2 separate regions of the Macaca mulatta genome follow, and region 2 is linked to region 1. Evidence: chromatin contacts called from public Hi-C data. All regions are on one chromosome and are shown on one strand. The core of a region is the stretch at or near the end of the contact, and the rest is flanking DNA. Distances in the headings are between cores, read along the strand shown. Region 1 overlaps PEAK1 (pseudopodium enriched atypical kinase 1). Region 2 has its middle 40 kb from the start of HMG20A.

Region 1 (6,176 bases), core at 2,055-4,554:
ATTCAAGTTCATGGTTCCAGCTTATTTGCTTTCTGGGGAGGGCTTTCTTCCTGGCTTACAGACAGCCACCTTCTCTTTGTGTCCTCACATGGCAAGGAGGGAGGGAGGGAGGAAGGAAGAGAGTACAAGGGAAAGGCTATGCACTGGTATCTCTTATAAGGACACCAGTTCTATTGTATCAGGGCTCCATGCTTATGACCTAATTTAGCCTTAATTACCTCTTTATGGGTACTCTCTCACATTGGGGGTTAAGGATCCAACATACGAATTGGTGGTGGGGAACACATAATTTAGCCCATAGAACTCTACCTCTAACCCACCCTGCCTCAGAATATCTGTCCTTATAGCATGCAAAACACATCCCAACAGCTCCAGAAGTCTTATTTATGACAGCATCAACTCTAAATTCTAAAATCCAAAGTCTCATCTAAATATCATCTAAATCAGATATGGGTGAGATCAAGGTATGATTTGTCCTGAGGCTCTCCAGTTGTGAACCTGTGAAACCATAAGTTACATGCTTACAAAATACAACTGTGAACAGGCATAGGATTGACATTCCCATTCCAAGAAGAAGAAATCAGAAGGAAGGAAGGAGTGATAAATCCCAAGCAATTCTGAAACCTGGTAAGTCAAGTTCTATTAAATCTTCAGCCCAAGAATAATCCTCTTTGATTTGATACTGTCCCCTGCAAGCCCACTGGAGTGGCAGCATCACCACCATGGCTCCACATAGCGGCCAATACTGAGGCACTGGTCATGGTTATCCTGGCCTACCAGATCTCAAGAGGCAACTTCACCCTTTGAAACTGAGGATGGATCAGCCTTGCCTACTGGTCCTTTGGTGGGAAAAGCAGCCCTGATGTTTCTGTATCACTTTCAGGATCATTCTTCCCTTTCCTTGAAGAATAGTACATGTTAGCAGCCAAATAGCTCTGTGGGCTAGTCCTGTAGAATCCAAGTTCAGTAGCCTTCCTTTTTTTTTGTCCCACTTTTTCCCTTTTAATTCAAACTGGCAATGTCTTTGCTGGTATAATCCCATTCTTATCCCTGACTTGTGTTGAGATGGCTGGTTAAGTCCATAAGTCATACCCATCTTCTCTTTACCAAATAGTTGTTTAGCCACACCCTTGGTATTCTCTTAGAACAAGCTTTCACTTTTTTTTTTTTTTTTTTTTTTTTTTTTCCGAGATGGAATCTCACTCTGTCACCCAGGCTGGAGTGCAGTGACACAATCTCAGTTCACTGCAACCTCCGCCTCCCGGGTTCAAGTGATTCTCCTGCCTCAGCCTCCCAAGTAGCTGGGATTACAGGCGTCTGCCACTACACCTGCTGATTTTTGTATTTTTAGTAGAGACAGGATTTCACCGTGTTGGCCAGGCTAGTCTCGATCTCCTGACTTCAGATGACCCACCCGCCTCAGCCTCCCAAGTACTGGGATTACAGGCATGAGCCAGCACGCCCAGCCTCACCTTTTTCACAGTATGGATAGACTGCAAATTTTCTAAGTCTTCACATTCTGGTTTCTTTTTGCTCAACAATTCCTTTTTCAATTCATCTCTCTCCTTTCACATTTTACTATAAGCAGTCAGGAGGAACCAAGCCACTCCTTCACTTTGCTTAGAAATCTCAATTTCATCTCTTGCAAGTTTTGTCTTCCACAAAACACAGTCCTGCTAAATTCTTTGCCACTTTATGACAAGGATTGCCTTTCCTCCAGTTTCCAATAATGTTCCTTGTTACTATCAGAGACCTCATCAGAATCGCCCCTAACATCCATATTTCTAGCAACTGTCTGTTCATGGTTTTCTGGGCTTTCTCTCACATGCATCTCAAAACTCTTCTACCCTCTACCCAATTCCAAAGCTGCGTCTACCTTTTAAAGTATTTTTACAACAGCGCACCACTTCTCAGTATCAAAATCTCATCCTGCTCAGGCTGCCATAACAAAATACCATAGACTGAAAAGGATATCACAGTTATGGAGGCTGGAAGAGAGACAGAGAGAAAGAGAGAGAGAGAGAAAAAACACAAGAAGCATGCGCAAGCACACCCCAGTGTCTCTTCTTAAAAGGACACTAATCCTGTCACATCATGGCCCCACTCTTATGATCTCTTTTAACTTAATTACCTCCTTGTTAGCCTTGTCTCCAAAATACAGTAACATTGTAGGCTAGGGCTTCAACATATGAAGAGGTGGGGGAGAGAGACAATTCTGTCCATAGAAGGTGTCATGTTTGTCTTTGTTATAAAGCAAGTGGTTTTAACTCAGGACTTTTCCTGGATTTGAAGGTTTTCATCTTTCATATTTATTCTAATCTTCATTCAACATAATTAGCTTTATTATTTGTGTTGGTCTTAAATGAAAAGGCATCACAGCACTGAATAAAGAGCTTTGGAGTCAGCTGACCTGGGTCCAAGTTCTGAAGATATCACTGTGTATTTTTATGCAAGTCATGCGCCTCTCTTGGTTTTCACATCAGTGTATATTAACTGCCCTACTTACCTCAGATGATTGTTATAGTACATGTGTTTCTATAGTGAAACTGCTTTTATAAACTGTAAAGTACATATAAAATAATGCATTATTGTTATTAACAATAATGGAAAATTGCTGCTCAACATTTTCTAGATCACTCACTATTCTTTCTTAACATTAGGCATTGGCTTGAGCATATTTAGATAGGTTCTGCACTGAGATATTCTTTCTCATTACTTCAGAGATGTAAACATCTTTGTTTTTCCTTAAAATTATGAGAGAAAGCTGCAAACAGCTTCAAGAATTTAAGTACTTCCAAAAATTGGAAACAAACTAGGTACCTTATATTAAGACACCAATATAATAAATTATGGCATGTAAGTCCAATGGAATGTTTGTACCTACTAAAAGTGGTAATTATGAAGACTACATAAAATTATGAAAAACATTTTTTAAATGTCACGTGAAAGTAGTCGAATGCCAATAACATGATCATAACTTTAAGAAAATTGACCTACAAAATGGTAATACTCAAATAATTCCTGTGCTAAGGTAGTAACAGTTATTTTGATTAGTAATAAAATGATGTCATAATGTCTTTTCAATTAAAAAAACAAGAATCAGAGATTTTGGATCATTTGACACGAAGCTTCTTTAAAACAGGTATCCTTAGTTATTCATCTCTGTAGTCCCATTCTCTAGTACCAATTATAAACAGCACCTGTTTAATGCTACTCGGCTTTTGCACACTCTGGTTCCTCTCTCTGGACTGCTCTTCTCCTGGGAGACAGTATAATACAATAAAGCATTTCTGCATTGTGATCTGCTATGACCTATTTCAGAATCACCTGAGGGATCCTCATTAAAAATGTCATTTCCTTGGCCGTATTCCATACCTACAGAATCAGAATGGCTGGCAGTAAAGCCTTGGAAACTGCATTTGTACTAAGTACCCCAAGTGGTTCCTATGTACAAAATGTGAGGACTGTTAACAAAGTGGCTAAGAATTTAGGCTTTTAAGTCAGACAGACCTGGGTTTAAATCTGTGCTGTAGCTACATATTAGCTGTTACCTTGGCCATTACTTTCCTTTTCTATATCCAGTGTCTTTATCTGTAAAATGGAAAAAATATTTTAGGTCTTCTTAAAACCATTGTAAAAAATCACAGAAGTTAATATGTATACAGTGATATATATACACACACACCCACACACAGTGCTGAGAGCATCACTTGGCACAAAGTTAAGCATTTAGTAAAAGTTGGTTATTCCTTCCTTTTCACATACTTGGAAAGCTCCTATGTGTTCTTAAAGAATCCAGCTCTGAATTTTCTTCTTTAATTTTCTGAGCACATGTTGCACGCTATACCTACTGGATTTCTTAACCATTGCATTATCATGAGACAGTTATACAATTAAACAAGAACATGCTTCCTCTCCCGTCTCCCCACTATTATACCTGACCTTCTACATGGCGGGGACCATGGCTTATTAATTCTTACATCATTAGCATCTATTATAATATCGTGTACATAGTTGGCATTCAATAAATATTTCTTGACCTTTCAAAAAGTGTTTACTGTATAAAACATTGTGATATTGTTGTAGTTTACAGAAATAAATATGAATTAAAAAAAGGCCTTGCCCTCAAGAAGCTTATATTCCAGTGAGAAAGACAAAGGCATAAATAATAGCTCTTAAACAAAACAGATTATAATGAAAGTTCGGAGTGGTATACAGAGATGTAAAGATAAATGAAGATTAATGAATGAAATAAGTTATTAGCACTTCTCTTGGGGCCAATAAGAAAGGGCCTTTTGTATCCACTTTGCTCTTCTTTGTGGTAAATGCAGTACATTGAGAGAATAGTGGAAAATTAGGCTATGGAGAGATTAGAGACCAAATTTAGAGATTTGAGTGACGAACTTAAGAGGTTAGACTTTATTTTGTGTTTTGTGGGAAGCCACTAAGTATTTTTAAACAGAAATAACATAAGATTTTGGATGACAACTATCGTAAGAGAGGTCAGAAGGACTGGAAGCAAGGAAGCCAGTCTTTATGCTATTGCAGTAGTCCAGGTAAAATGAGACCTGACATAAGGCAAAGGAAAAGAAGGGGCAGATGGTTAAAGAGCTGAGGGAGGCAGTTGACCATGTCTGGTGAGTATGGGACTAGGGCAGTGATGCTAAAATTTCAAGGTAGAACAACCTCTAAGAGAATGGTGATGCCATTAGTTGAAATATGAATCAGAAAAGCCAGAAAAATGGGTTCTCAATGGGATATGCCCATAGGGCAGCCAAGTTGAGAGAACCCCAGGATCCAGGTAAAAATGTGGGTTTGGTACTCAGAAGAGAGTTCAAGCCTAGAAATGTGGTCATAGACTTGATTTAGTTGAAACTGTGGGACTACATGAGATTGTAATGGAAGAGTCTGCAAAGTGGGAAAAGGCCCACACATCTAAGTGACCCAAAGCAGGAGCAACTGGAAAATCTGTAGCAAAAGGCAGGGCCCTACAGGCCAAAGAGTCCAAGGTTGCAGAGGGCTTGTGCAGAATGAAGACTCAGAAGAAGGCAAGAATTTAATCTCTTATAAGCCTCAAGAAAATGCAATGTTGGTAATAATGGGGGTGAATGCTAGACACAGTTTAAAGCGCGAATAGGAGGAGGAAGCTGTGGAGGCAGTGAGCACAGCCTACTTTTTAAATAAATGTTTTGGTGAAAGAAGAGCCAAATTGATTTCCAAACAATATTTAACTTTCAACTCCCATTTTCCATCTTGTCCATATCTTCTTTTATCCTCTCTTCCCCATTTGGTGAGCCACCACCCAGCAGATTGCATTGTCTGTCTCTGTGGGCTATATATTGGCTGGCCTCCAGCCCTTAACTTAACCATTCCTGCTCTCCAAGTAAAACTTAACATAAATTTAAGCCTGAACTTAACTTCCCTGCCCTCTAAATAAAATCTAACTTGCTTTTTCCCTTTCAGAGAATCTGGGTAGGCACTGACCAAACACATAATCCTCATATCCTCATAGTAGACTAAAGCCAATTTTAGAAGGGCCTTCACTGTTCTACACAGTGGGAAACTAAGGCCAGCGAGGAACAGTCACTTCTGCATGGGGACACCAGCTTTGTGGCAGGCTCCTAGGTAGAACCTGACTCCTAGGTAGAACCTCTCCTATTATTTCATACCTGAGGCAGTAAACTGACCTTACTGTGTCTCAGTGTTGTTTCTTAATGGAAAAATGACAGCCTTTTGCTTAGAATCAAGATGGACGGTTGACAAAATTATGGCTCAGTATCACTGAGGTATTGTTTTTTTCATTGCACTTATGAGATCATTTTATAAAAAGTACTACCATGTGAGACCACAGAGGAAATGTGGATGTAGTTACTTTGAAGAGGATCCTAAAAATTTCACATAAGCAAAAAGTATAAGTTTCTGAATTATTTTCTTCCAGAATTGGGATAGTAGGTATCTTTAAGGTAGTCCCAGTCTTTGTTCTCAAGGATAGAGCATACAAAACTCAATAAAGATGTACACTTCCCTGTTACGAAAGTGGGGCTGCTTCCTTTCTTCCAGCTATGCCAGAATCTTGTTAAAAGCTTGTAATAATGTAGAGGTGAACTGTGGAGACCAGCATCTTTTACTGCATTTTTGACTCCAGAGTCTCCGTTTATCTCATTTGAGTGGATCCT
Region 2 (6,176 bases), core at 1,949-4,448, 370 kb before region 1:
GGGAATAGCAATTGGTAATGTGGCCTAATGGGTAGTGGTGATGATGGGCCACAGAGTAACAGGAGATGCATTTGGAGACATTTGCTACCCACCATGAGATAGGCCTTTGCACCCTGCTGAAGAGACTGAAGTTTATAAAAAAGGGGGAATATAAAGAATATAACATTGGTCTACCTGCTCTGTGCCAGGTACCGAGCTAGCAACCTACCTTAAATACTTTCGAACATGGGTTTTGCAGTGTAAAGCAGACCTGAGTTCAAATTCTGGTTCTGCAAGGTGTGACAGCTGTGTGGTCTTAGCTCCTTTAACCTAGCTAAGTCTTAGTTTCATCTGTTAAATGCTAATAATTCTTATCGTATAGAATTTTTGTAAGGCTTAAAAATAAAAGCAAATACCACAATTATGATCTCATTTAAAATAGACTGACATAGCTGGGCGCGGTGGCTCACGCCTGTAATCCCAGTACTTTGGGAGGCTGAGGCGGGTAGATCACTTGAGGTCAGGAGTTCAAGACCAGTATGGCCAACACGGTGAAACTTTGTCTCTACAAAAATACAAAAATTAACTGGGCATGGGGGTGTGCCCCTGTAGTCCCAGCTACTAGGGAGGGCTGAGTCAGGAGAATCCCTTGAACCTGGGAGGCAGAGGTTGCAGTGAACCAAGATCATGCTGCTACACTCCAGCTTGGGCAACAGAGTGAGACTCTGTCTCCACAAAAACAAAACAAAACAAAACAAAAAAAACAAAAAACATATTTGCAAGACTAATCTTGCATTTTAGAAAGGTTGCTTTTGTAGTGGTATGCAGGACAAACTGGTGGAGGGGAGTTAAGAGGGGGACAAATGAAACTGGGTATACTAAGGCTAGTTAAAAGGCTATTATAGAACTAGTTAATAGCAAAAAAAAAAAAAAAAGAAAAAGAAAAACAAAACAATGGGCTATTAGGAGAGCCTGGGGAGAGCTGAATGCTGAAGACCCCCACAAAGGTCTCTCCTGGGGGTGATGAGAAGGGCCAGCTGTTAGGGGGATTCCAGGGCTGAGTGGGGTGGGGTGGGGGATTCTGTGAATGAGAGATGTGAGGGGCTGGGAGCAGGGTAAAGAGCTGGGGAGAGGCGTGTAGAAGGATTCCAGGCTCTCCAGCTTCGGAGAGCAGTGGGGGTTTTTAACTGAGCTGACAGATATTAGAGAAAATGTGGGTTTGGGGAGAATGCATATTTAATTTTGGACAAATTGAGTTGAGGATTCTGCAGGATGCCAGATGGAGAAGCCCTGAGGGAGTTGGAAAGAGAGATCAGGAACTCCAGCGAGGGCGACTCAGCTCTGAGCTGTTTCATGCAGGAGGGAAGGCCTGGCACTGGAGGAGGAATGCCAAAGTCCAGGTGATGTTTGATCAATAAGGACCCTGCAAGCTCCCTAAGTGTCAGGATTTTAGATCAGGTGGGAATAATGGAAGGCACACTTCCCACGGAATGGTAGAATGTATTAGAATAGTATGTGCTTCATTTATTTTGCTGGAGACTTGGAGATTGAGAGCTAGAGGGGGTCATCTGGTCCTATATGAAGTCTTCAGCACCTTCTAGGGCCAGGCCCTGAGAATATGTAAGTGGGGAGACAAGAAAGTGTTCCCAAGAGTAGAATGCCAGGCAATAAAGGTGGAAGGAATAATGGACTTAGAAAAAATCGCAACAGCATGGTGAAGATACAGCCTGAATAGTGGATTTTATAGTCCTATCCAGATCGCCAAGGTTTTAGTGGAGAGATGGAGATCTGAAGGGGTTAAGTGGCTTCCGAGGTGATGCTGAAGTGGCCCAGTTGGGAATAATAGGGTGGTGTCTTTGTAGGACCCAGGGGAATGTTTTTGCACTATGAGATTGTTGTATGCCTTTTGAGATACATGGGGCAGATTAAAATCTCCTTTTCACAGATGAGAAAAATGTCTCCAGGAGCTGAAAAGACCTGCTTCAGGCTGCACCAATGCCAACAAGAGGCATAACCGGATGTGAACCCCAGAGTTCCCATCTCCCACCGCATGCAGAACTTCTTCGGCTACCTGAGCTACAGGAACCCTAGGAGGCAGGACCAGAGGTGCCCAGGGACTGCAGCCCACTAGGGTGGACATGGGGAAAGAGGAATACCATTTCTGGTTCAAGTTGCTAGTTTTGCAGAGTGTAAAATTACTGCACAAGTCTCAGAGAATAAACAGAGTTAACACCCCATTAAATACAATGGACTTTCAACGTGAGCTCTAGACGTGCCTAGATTGAAACTAGCTGAGCGGGAGCTGGCCCGTGAGTAAAATGTATCACATGCACTCCCTTAATGCTTCCAAAGAGGAAAATCCAGCGCAGGGAGAAGAAAGCGCCGGCAGCAGCTCTGCAGGCTCAGGGCTGAGGATCGGGTAATGAAGTCTTTCTGGAAGGTAAGAAAGGGCTGTGTGCTGCATGCTATTTTTAAACATGCTGGAGCAGCACATGTATCCCTGGCCCACGCACTTTCTCCAGCAGAGGAGGGGCCTGGGGGAATGCAGCCAGGAATTTAGATGCTATTTATTGTATTTCCTTTTATCAGTCAAATGATTTTCCTATTTCCCACATAGATAAAGATCTTCCACTTACAGCTCCAGCTTGTTGACCTTGTCAGGACTGCTGTGCAGCTTGAAAATTGGTCCCAGAGAGAGAAGGGCATTGTTTTTAGGGGTTGTTAGGGGATTGTTTGGCGGGTTGGGTTTTTCTTCTCCCAGCAGGGAAGAGATTGGTTTACAAAAAAAAAAAATTAAAAATCTGCCAGAAAACAAAAACTGATTGTTTTGTGCCTTTTTGCAGAACTGAAAGGCTGTCCAAGAAGTAGAGTTCACCAGCCATCCCCCTTGCATCCCCCTAATATCTCCACCCCACCTTTCACCAACATACACACACACACGCGCACTCTCTCTCTATTAATATCTCTTTCTGTCTCTTGCAGCAGTAAGCCTGGCCCTGGCCCCAGACCCACTGCTGTGCTGCTGTCTTGGCAGGCAGCAGGGCAGAGGGGGTGGCAGTTCTGTCTAAGCTTGTAAGCTGAGCCAGTCTCTTGGCTGTGCCAGCTCTGAGGCCCCTTAGAGATGCCAGTATGCCTGAGTGGGAGCAGTTGCAGCTTCCACTCGGCTGGAAGCCTTGGAGCCAGCCAGGCCTCCAGAAGCTGCATTCTTAGGCAAGGGTATGGCCCAAGGGCTGCTAATCAGCAGGAGGCCTCCTCTTGGGCAAGCTGCCCTCATTGTCTCGCCTTGCCTGGGCCTGCTGGCCAGGTTCACAGGCCAGAGACAGTGCCACTTTTCCTCACCTTCTTGGGAATGGGACCAGCAGATGCTGTGGGAGGCTGGGGTTTTATTGTAAATCCTTATCATTTCTGGCTCATTTAGAGCCACAAAACACAAAGAGAGCCAGCTAGAAGGAGGGAATCCACCCCCTTGCAGGCTCATCATTTGAACAGCAAGGAGCTGCAGGCCCCTTCCACACCAGCGCGGGCTGGCTGTAGATTTAACAGTCGGCTTTCAGGAACCCCACATTCTTTCCCACCATTGCAGTGTTTCCTGGCCAGGACAGCAGAGGGCGCCGGCTCTCCTGCCAGCACTGGGTCCCGGGCCGCCCTCCCGCACATCTGGAAATGGGCTCTATCACTGTCTTGCGAAATAGGGCCAGGGATCTGTCTGTGTCAGATGAATTGGCACCCGAGTGAGCACGCATACACATCAAGAATTCCACTTTCTCATTAGTTCTATTTCTCCCTCAAGAGCACTTGTGGAATGTGGGGAATTTGCCTTGCCAAGGCGGCCAGCACATCTGAGTCCTGGGCTTGGTCAGGCCTCGGTGGAGAGCTTGGCGGGACCACCTCTGTTCTGAAGCCTTTGCCCTTCCCTCCGACATGGAGGGAGGGGGAAAAAGAAAACAGGAGAACAGGACCTCCCAGATCTTTTCTCCTGGGGAAGAAAACTAAAAATGTTTGGTCCTGACCTTCCGGGCCCTCCTGAAGAAAGCAAATGTCCCACATTAACAGGTCCTTGAGAAAGAAGACATAATTCCAAGAAAGCATTTTCTTAAATTACAAGTGATTAGAAATACCAAAGGCATGTGCAAACAATGAAGATGGGAAAGGAGAAACTGGATGGAGGAGGGCAGAGCTGAAGCCAACCCAGGGGCCTGGTTGCTGTTCTGAGGCTGCTCCCTAGACTTCTGAAAGCTGCATGCATTTAAATGTCCACATTTTCTCGCAGAAGCCAGCAATCTGTACTTCTCTTGGCCAAACAACACATCAGTCTAATATGGTGTGGGAGAAATATGTTACATTCTTTTACGAACAGAATGTTAACATCACCTAGAATCAATATTTATATCCAAGAACACAATGAACTGGCTTGTTTTGTGCAGAATGGGTTTAAGACAGGGACATTTGGAAGGAGTAGGGAGGCTGCCCCTCCTCCCACCCAGAAAGGCAGACCCCAGTAAGCAGGGTGAGGCTCCGGCATCCCAACGGGTTTCTGCCTGGGAGACCATGCTCGGCTCCCTTCCTCCCTCACAGTCCTTTGTCTCCTGGGATTGCAAGAGGAAGCCAGAAGCAGCCAGTGGGGCAGGAATTTGTGGTGAGGTTCAGGACATGAGGCAGCATCCTGTCTGCAGGAGAGACAGCTACCATTCGTGAGGGCTGCAGTGGGGGAAGGAGGGTCAGGACATGCATCCCAGCATTTCCTACCGCAGATCAAAGTAGGGGCGGACACAACTTTACACAAGTCCTTGGATGAGGGGCTTTTAGGGGATGAAAAACAAGGAATAAGGGGGGGATGACCCTTTTCTTTAATGCTGCTATTTTTTGGCCAGGTAATTATCCTCATCTGAGGCAGCCATTACAACAGAGATGGAAGCTGAGGTCTCCTGGCCTTGGAGTGCTGCATATTCTTCCAGAGGCTTTTGGGACACTCTATCCAACTCATTAGGCTGGTTTCTTCCTTAATTCTGTTTTCCACTTTTTTTTGGAAACTGCCTTTTTTTTTGGTTGTTGTTCTTTTTTTTCTTTTCTTTTGAGATGGAGTCTTGCTGTGATGCCCAGGTTGGAGTGCAATGGCGCAATCTTGGCTCACTACAACCTATGCTTCGCGGGTTCAAGCGATTCTCTTGCCTCAGCCTCCCAAGTAGCTGGGACTACAGGCATATGCCACCACACCCAGCGAATTTTTGTATTTTTAGTAGAGACAGGGTTTCACCATATTGGCCAGGCTGGTCTCAAACTCCTGACCTCAAGTGATCCACCCGCCTCAGTCTCCCAAAGTTCTGGGATTACAGGCGTGAGCCACCATGCCCGCCGGCTTTACTGCCTTTGGAAGCTACTGGGCCTGCAGCCCAGAGTCAGCTGCTTGCTCCTTGCATGTACAATCCTTACCTAATTAGAAAAATAAAAACAAACAAAAGCCTTTCCCCCTTTCCCAGAAGATTTAAGGTTTGCCTGCAACAGAGCATCTACAAATGTGAGACTTCTTTTCACCTAAGCAGACTGGATTGTGGCCTCATTTTGCAGAGCAAGCAGGCCCACTTCATTTTCAGATTCGATGCTGAAGGTTACCACTTTCAACCGTAGCACTTGTCTCTCGTTAAATGCCTGGAGCTCATTATGATGTATCTTGCAGAACAGTCTTTGCTGCTTTAATAGGCATGATCTTTAGAAAAGATCTTTTGGCTTATGTATAAGATCGAGGCATGATTAATCTTGGCCCCATTTAGTTGTGGGTCACCAGTGTTCAGGCTACAGTGAGATCTCTTTTTGCATGACCACAATTTATAATTTTCCATAATCTGTATCTTTCCTTTATGTTGTTAGTATGTTTTGTTGCTGTAATTCATTTGGTCTGTCCTATTGTTTTCATCTAGTTCTAAGAAACCACCAGTAAATATCCTGATCACATTTGCTATAAAACCAGCCAAGATAAACATATTATTTCATTATAAGCCACTATGTTTAGCATCCTCTTTATGGCTGCAAAGCTCCCCCTGCAGAAATCTCACGTGGGAGACTCATGTAAGTTTAAATATTCTGAACATCTTTAGAGGTACTACCTGATTTAAGCCATGGAAAAGTCTCACTTAGGTCCAGATGTTGTTCTGATGTCAAGGGCAGGATGAAAGAATAGTGAAAGTTAGCAGTAGGGGCTG

The links. A called contact is a pair of places that touch in the nucleus more often than the background predicts.
Region 2: a Hi-C map of cortical neurons shows a contact between it and region 1, with 2.6 times the contacts expected there. The contact joins two enhancer-like sites. A contact is called at or near these places in 3 of 14 Hi-C or Micro-C datasets (cortical neurons, fetal cortex germinal zone and liver).

Annotation. Positions count from the first base shown.
Region 1 is chr7:55,266,834-55,273,009 of T2T-MMU8v2.0, reverse strand. The region is part of intron 6 of PEAK1 (pseudopodium enriched atypical kinase 1); the gene reads left to right. Among named protein-coding and RNA genes, the nearest start is that of TSPAN3, 55 kb to the right of the region's middle. Within about 2 kb of position 3,304, at least 2 of the 40 cell types and tissues checked have an H3K27ac peak or open chromatin away from gene starts, as enhancers often do. A contact at or near this core is called in cortical neurons, where this site is marked.
Region 2 is chr7:55,635,628-55,641,803 of T2T-MMU8v2.0, reverse strand. No RefSeq gene overlaps it. Among named protein-coding and RNA genes, the nearest start is that of HMG20A, 40 kb to the right of the region's middle. Within about 2 kb of position 3,198, at least 20 of the 40 cell types and tissues checked have an H3K27ac peak or open chromatin away from gene starts, as enhancers often do. A contact at or near this core is called in cortical neurons, where this site is marked.